Regions from separate parts of the Gossypium hirsutum genome. Here region 1 is linked to region 2. A link is a contact called in public Hi-C data. All regions are on one chromosome and are shown on one strand. Each heading gives the region's core, a stretch centred on a gene start, on an enhancer-like site or on the middle of the called end of the contact. The rest is flanking DNA. Distances are from core to core; before and after follow the strand shown.

Region 1 (3,759 bases), core at 1,034-3,533, 330 kb after region 2:
AAAATGTACAGTGACTCGCCCTATTATCATGTCAAGGTTCATGAACTCTGCAGAAACAAAACAACAAATTCGAGCATGCAAATGCCAACACTTCTTAATATCTCTCAAGAAACCATAGTTAAATTGCAAATCTTTTCCTATACAACAGAGTCGCCTGAATGTCATTCTAAAGCTGGAGAAGCTTTCTAGAGGTAGGAGGAACCGATATATAACATTCATAGTTTAATATTAACCAGCTGCCACCAAATTCAATACCCAGATTGATATCATACTTGAGACTCACATTAGCACACAACTCTGCATCCCCCCCCCCCTGGGGCCCGAAAAAGAAAAGGTAACCATATCCAACACGTATTTGGACATTGATATTAGGAATAGGATCCTCTAGATATATGAAAAATTTTCAAAACAATTGAGTATACCCATATCCGGCACTCACCACCTAATCCTAATCAACATAACATAGACCATAATACATGAAATTGTCACCTATCATCTTGGTTATGGTCAAACAATGGTGATTAATGCCTTCCAGTAACAGCAATGGTTCTGGCTACAAAAAGCCAGAAACCAATATTCTTCAATTTCCATACAACAATAAAAATCTAACAAAAAGAAGAAAACATTGAAATCAAAACCATAATATTCCCACAAAACTTTGAAATCAAAGCCACCCTGCAATCAAATAGAACTCCCCAATGGAATAAAGGACTCAGACCACAACCACAATCAAAATCTTAACTAATTCTCAAAAGAAAATGATAACATGAAAGCAAATAAAACAAAATCCGCCAGCCAAACTCAAAAATCAACCCATACTAAATTGCAATATTCAGAAATGAGGACAAAATATGAAAACCCATGTCAAATTTAAAGAGAAAACAATGCCATTAACATAATAAAAGGTAAATCCATGTGTAATAACATAAATCCAGCATCCATTGTGCTTAATAAAGCATGACCATACGGCAAATATCACCACCATATCTTAAAATAAATTCAAAAATGACAAAAAAGAAGAAGAGAAATTTAAATCTTATCGATGTCCTCATCCTCGAACTCGATGTAGTCATCGCCTGCACCATCATCTTCCTCATCAATGCCGCCAGCAATCCCTTCATTCAACCTGGTATTCTCGGGTAGCTCACCATAAGCTTTGAGAAGCCTAGCTTCATCGGGCATGTATTTCAAGATGACGTCAGCCTTGTCATCTTGATAATCCCTAAGGCCGACGAGGATGATGTCGCCGGCGGCGATCCAGACCTTCTTGTGCATCTTCCCCCGGATGTGGCAGAGGCGCTTGGTGCCGTCGATGCACATAGCTTCGCAGCGGCCGTTACCCAACATGCGTGAGACTTGGGCGTATTCTTGGCCATCTTCTTTGAAGATAAGCTCACGTTTCTCGTCATCGGCCTCGTTCTTTCCCCTCTTACGGTTCTTTCCTCCCTTTCCTTTGTTCTTCGGCATCTTTGGCTCTTCGCAACGATTGCTCTCCCCCCTTCTTCAGATGGAAAAGTAAACCCTAATTTTTAATTTTAATTTGAAGATTCTTCTTTTTCTTTTCTATAATTTTTGGCTTTATTCACGTTTTAGCCCCCAAACTATTCCCATTTTCCCACATTGATACCTAAATTTTTATTGATCCCATATCGATACCTCAACTTTACTTCTGTTAATATTTCCACTACAAATGCCAAACGGCGTTTTAAAAAAATTAGGTACCCAATCAGATTTAGACACGTATTTTTTGGGTTTTGTTAAATAAATTTTTTAAACAACAAATAAAAAAAGAAATTATTTAATTTTATATTTTTTACCATTACTTGTTCTTCTGCCCTTTTCTCTCTAGAACCAAAATGCTCTGCCCTCTCTCTAAAACTAGAACCCAGGTTGCCAGGTTCGGTGCTGGCCGCCGCGCCTACTGCCATGCTGGCCACTGTCGCCGGTGGCCTACGAAGCCCCAAGCTTTACTCGAAGTTCGTTTTTTCATGGTCTTTCTAAATCTGAAATCGGTTTCATCAAAATAAAATTTGCAAGCTAACTTTCTCCGATCTCCCTCTTCCACCGTCGGATCAACCAAATTTTCATATTTTTATTTTATTTAAGGTTATGTATATATTTAATAAAAATTATACTATTTATAATAGAAAAACAAGTGCCGCAATCTGATTGGGTTTCGATTTTTTTAACGCGGTTTGACATTTTGGATTGAAAATGTTAACAGAAGCAAAGTTGAAGTGTCAATATGAAAAATAGGTATAATTTAAGGGCTAAAACATGAATAAAGCTTTAATTTTTCCTCTTCTTTCTCGATAAATAATATTTAGAATGCCTCTATTTCTTTTCTTTTACTTTGCCCAACCTATTTTTTAATTTTTATCTTTGTTTATATTTAGTTAAAAACTTCTACTCTTCATAAAATTAAAATTTAATCTTATAATTTTATTTTTAGAATTTAATTTTTCTATTTTTCAAATTTCAAAATCTAGGTTCAACTATTAACGCTATTTAAATTATTTTTGTTAAATTCAAGTCTATTACGATGTTATTTTTTTAGTTACTTTATTATCAAGTGAATATTTTTTTTATTTTAAAATGTCACACCAACAAATTTAACAAAAATATTAACAACATTAACGATTGGACCTTAATTTCAAATTTTAAAAAATAAAAAACTAAATTTCAATAAATAAAAATATAGGAATTTAATTCTAAATTTGTAAATAGTATAACAACCTATAACATATTTTAATCTTCTATTTATAATAGAGAAGCCGTTCACTTGCAAAATTTACCAACTAAATTATTTTTACTTTTTACTTTTATATGTCAAGTTGTCCATTTAAAAAATGGGTAAGTCTTTGAACAAAAGTTTCAGGTTAAAGTTTATGTTATAGGATTAGAACTTTAGTCTAACAAACCATACTGTTTTAGGCAATAACTTTGTTTCAATTTTGCTTAAGTTAGCCTAACTCTTGAAAAGTGAGAATTCACAAATAAATTAACAAAAGCAAACTCTCAAGCAAAGAAACAACAAATGAATAGAAAATGACATAAGAAAGCAAATGCACACCAAATGTATTTGATTACTCTTCAATAGGATGACTACAAATGATGAGGAAGACCTCTATTTATAGTTGAGCTCCTTAGATCCAATGATACAATTTAAATTACATCAACGACTAAGATTAATGTCTATCTACAATATAAAAATTTTAAGGGATTTAAACACTATACAACCTTATCCCTTTAGAATTACAATATTTACATTGTTAACCTTAATTTACTAGAGTGTTTTACTAGGCCACCAAGGCTTCAAAGTAAATGGGCATCCCTTTATGTTTTACGAATCAGACCAGTCCAAAATGGGTTAAATGAGCTCAAATTGATCAGTTGACCTCATTAGGTGATTTTGTGTCCATTAGTCACGAGCTTTGATTTGTTGCCCGTGACATTCTCCTCAACCCATTCTTGCGAAGCCCTTGTCACGTGCTCGAAAAAATGCTGGTTAAACTCATCTCAGAACTGCCACAATGCCTCAACTGATTCCCAACTAGTCACTTTGTTAGGTAGTTCCCTACCTTGAGACATTCGCCTCGGCTTATATCTAACTCACATTGTTTTTCCCCCTTATACATCTTGGTCGAAGAGTCCACTCTTACTTACCCTTGTTGTGACCTCAATTGAGATCCCCTTGATGCTCACATAAAGGCTTTGGCATGTCCACATTAAACATTAGGTTAACCTTAAATATTGTTG
Region 2 (3,721 bases), core at 584-3,083:
TTGAAAGGCACAAATTTGGGCTTTCCTTGAGTAGTCCCAGAGCTGCGGTTTCAAACAAAAAACCAGCTCTCAATTCTGAAAAATCAAATCATAAAAAACAATGATTAAAACTATATATACCTGAGAGAAATGGTGGTGATTGGTTTTCCAGTAAGAATCGGAGAGGAAGAACCATCGACAATTCGTTGAATATAAGGCTGCAAGTCATTGTGAGTGACGAGAGGAACACAAGCTTTGAAGCTTTCAGGGTCGGTTTTGCCATTGAGGCCCAGATTTTGCAGATATTCAGCACATCCATTTTCTTCTAAAATCTTCTTTAAAGTCTCCCTTTGAACATTCCCGGCATCTTTTGTCATCGATTCAAACTCTTCTATCAGTTTATCCACGTCCAGAAGTTCCATCTTTTCTATCATCGTTACTGAAACTCTACATATATTGAAACAAGAGCAGTATGATGGAAATATTTGGTGTTTCATTTCATTTCATTTCAGATTATGTTATCAATTTTCACCCAATTCTTGTTGGACTCTTTAAATATTGGATTTTATGAGCAAATGCAACAAATCAAATCTAGTCTTCTAAGAACTAAGTCTTAGATGAAAAACCAATGTTGAAACTTCACTTATCTTAAGATTTAAATTATATGCTAGCACGCTTGGCGGCTTTGGTAATATAATTAGACTATAAAATATAAATAGGTTGCTTTGAAAAGTATTTGTAACCAAACACTGGGATTTTCGCCATAAAAGGGTTTTCGTTCAGTTTCAATGAATATAAATTTTCATCCCTTAGAAGAAAGGAATTTAGAAGAATCAAGTAGTACAAGGAGATGAACTTTAAAGTTTATGTTCACCAAAAGTTAAAAAGATAATAATTGCAAGTTTTCGAAGATTTCTGCAGTTTTCCTGTAAGCTTTTCTCTCAATAAGATTTAAGATTTAAACCATTAGCTCTCGTTTTAGATGAATCCACTAAAAGTCATCTTTTCGTTTTGAACTCTCAATAAGCTGTTTTGGTTTTCATCGTCTAATTTCCTTGAAATTTATTCTAAATCATTCGGCCAAAACAGTCATACAGATTCGAAGTTTCCAATCAGAAATTACAACCAACTTACATAGATCCATGAACACGTAAACGCTAAAAGTCAGTAGAAGAAGAAGAAGAAGAAGAATTGCATTTTTCATAAATTCCGTAATATGTTCATATTAAGCGAAAAAATAGCTAAATAAGTGAGTTGGAGACAATTTATTTCCAGAACAATTAAAAACTTGAATTGAATCCACTTCCCTCCATTACCTCACCCAAACTTTTTTTAAAAAAATAAAAAATAAAACTCCAAAACTAAGTTTAATTCTTCGAAGATAAAAATCCCCGCACGTTCATCAGCCTTCTAAACAACCAAAAGAACCCATTAAGCACTAATATACTAACCAAACATTATTGAAAACTCGAAACAAATCAAATAAAATAACAAACAGAACTCTAATTTCAGCATACCTCGAAAATCCGAATCTAGAAATCTCCCTTCTCTCAGCAGCTTTAGAGCATGAATTAAATAACTCTCAATTGAGGAAAAAAAAGGAGCAGAAAGAGAGGTTATAAAAGGAAAAAAAAACTCAAAAACACCGCGTTATCCTCACTGGAAAACAAAGAGAAAATTTTAGAATTTTCTGTATGTACGGAGGGGTTGAAGTTTTATTTTTTTTGGTGGGGGGGGGGGGGGGGGAAGGTTGGGTCGTTGAGCTGGTCAATGGATATTCGCGCTGGCCTTCATATATATCTATATCCGACCATATATAATATATAACCAATCTCCTAAGAGTCTTTTCAGAGTGAATACGATCATAATTTTATTTTTGTTATTAATTTATACAGCGGAGAAGCTAAAAGCCTAAAACATGTTGTTAGGGTAATAAAGATGTAAATTTTCATGATTTTAATAGTTTATATATTAATAATTTTTAAAAAATTAAATTATTTTTATTATTTTTACGGGTTAAAATATAATTTTATCTTTATTAATTTAAAATTTTATAAGGCATAAATAGAATATTTTAACAATTCAACCATTAAATTTATCAATATATTTGTATTTACCATTCATATAAAAATTTAATTTAAACTTTACATGGATAATCTACAAGAATAGATAATGAAAATGTCTAGAAATACTCATAGCCATTCTTCAACTCATAAATAGGAGAATAATGCGCTTCAACGCACTCGAACTCACGTCCTCCTGCATTGACAATATTACCCATATCTATTGAGTCTTGATATTTGAATTTACGTTGATATTTATCCTTTTGAAAAAAGTTATTTTTCATTTATTTTTTTAATATTAACAATAACATAATTGAATCAATAAAATATCAATTTCAACTTTTAAGTCTAGAATATAAATGATTTATTTATTTTATTCCTCTTCTTAATTTTCCTTCTTAAATACATTAAATATTTAAAAGCAAGGCAGGGTAAAAAATTTTACTAAGTATTTATATTAAAAAAGAATAATGATAAATTTAACTCTTAATATTTATATTTTTATCAATTTGACCTTCAACCTTTCAAAAAGATTTAAATTTGGCAATTAACATTTCAAAAAGAGTTAAATTATTATTTAATTAATAAAAATATTGACTAAAATATTAAATTTTTAAACATAGCAACTCGCATGGAAATTCGTGTGTAATTCATGCTATTTTTTATAAACATTTTATAGGCTTTTTTGATATTTTGATATTTTGTTATTTTTTGAAGATTTTTATAATTTTAAAATTATTTGTTGATGCGGATTATAAGACAAATAGTGTCATGTCAGCATAAAACATGCATAGATTGTCACACGAGTTGCCACACTATCATCATTAAAATATTAATGTTTTAATCAGTATTTTTGTTAAAGAAAATCAAATTGACTCATTTTGAAAGAATGGTCAAACTTAGCTTAAAAAAAAGGATAAAAGTCAAATTGGTAAAAATTACAAACGTTCAAGGCCAAATTAACATTATGCCAAAAAAACTACTCAAATTCTTTTATTTTTTTATATTAAAGTCAAAAACTAATGTATGGTCACCGTTGTATATTTCACACATCTCCAAATCAATAAATTTCAAGAGTAATAAGTTAGCTAAAAGGAAGGTACTCTTAGGTCCTCTAATTGTAACACCCTTAACCCATATCCGTTGCCGGATTAGAGTCCGGAGGAATTACTGGACAAAAGCACAACTCTAAATATTCACACAAGTCATATTCATATGTATATATGAATGTCCAATTAAATATCAATCGAAATTTTATCATTACATAATATACAAATACAAGTCAAATTCGGATATCTAATAAACATCAAACATTTTAAGACATATTTCGAAACATGTACAAATTAAATCAAATAAAACCTAACACATGGCAATTTAATCATCAGCCTACACGGCATTCATATCTTCACAAATAATCAAATATGTTTCATTAAACAAATAAACCTTATACACATTTTAACCATATTGAACATGAGCTATAATCGAACATCAATAACAAAACTTATCAAGCTTAATTCACAAACTAAAATTATGCTCAATCATTTATTTATAGTTAACCATTTTATAACACAAGTAACGATTTGAAATGCACTCATTTCACATGCCAAAAATGCGGATACACAACTAACCTATTTATCATCAATTTGGTCATCTAAACTTTCTCTAAGACACAAATAATC

The links. Hi-C and Micro-C count contacts between places; a contact is called where the count stands out from the background.
Region 1: a contact with region 2 is called in a Hi-C map of leaf, with 3 times the contacts expected there. The contact joins the promoter of LOC107933525 here to the promoter of LOC107933526 in region 2. A contact is called at or near these places in 7 of 34 Hi-C or Micro-C datasets (leaf, petal and seedling).

The regions. Positions count from the first base shown.
Region 1 is chrA08:102,670,134-102,673,892 of Gossypium_hirsutum_v2.1, forward strand. LOC107933525 (eukaryotic translation initiation factor 1A) reads right to left here and starts at 2,284. Exons shown (of 1, transcript XM_016865758.2): 1 at 865-2,284. The coding sequence starts at 1,467. The coding sequence ends at 1,030.
Region 2 is chrA08:102,339,666-102,343,386 of Gossypium_hirsutum_v2.1, forward strand. LOC107933526 (jasmonoyl--L-amino acid synthetase JAR4) reads right to left here and starts at 1,834. Exons shown (of 5, transcript XM_016865759.2): 1 at 1,497-1,834; 2 at 121-426; 3 at 1-42. The coding sequence starts at 413.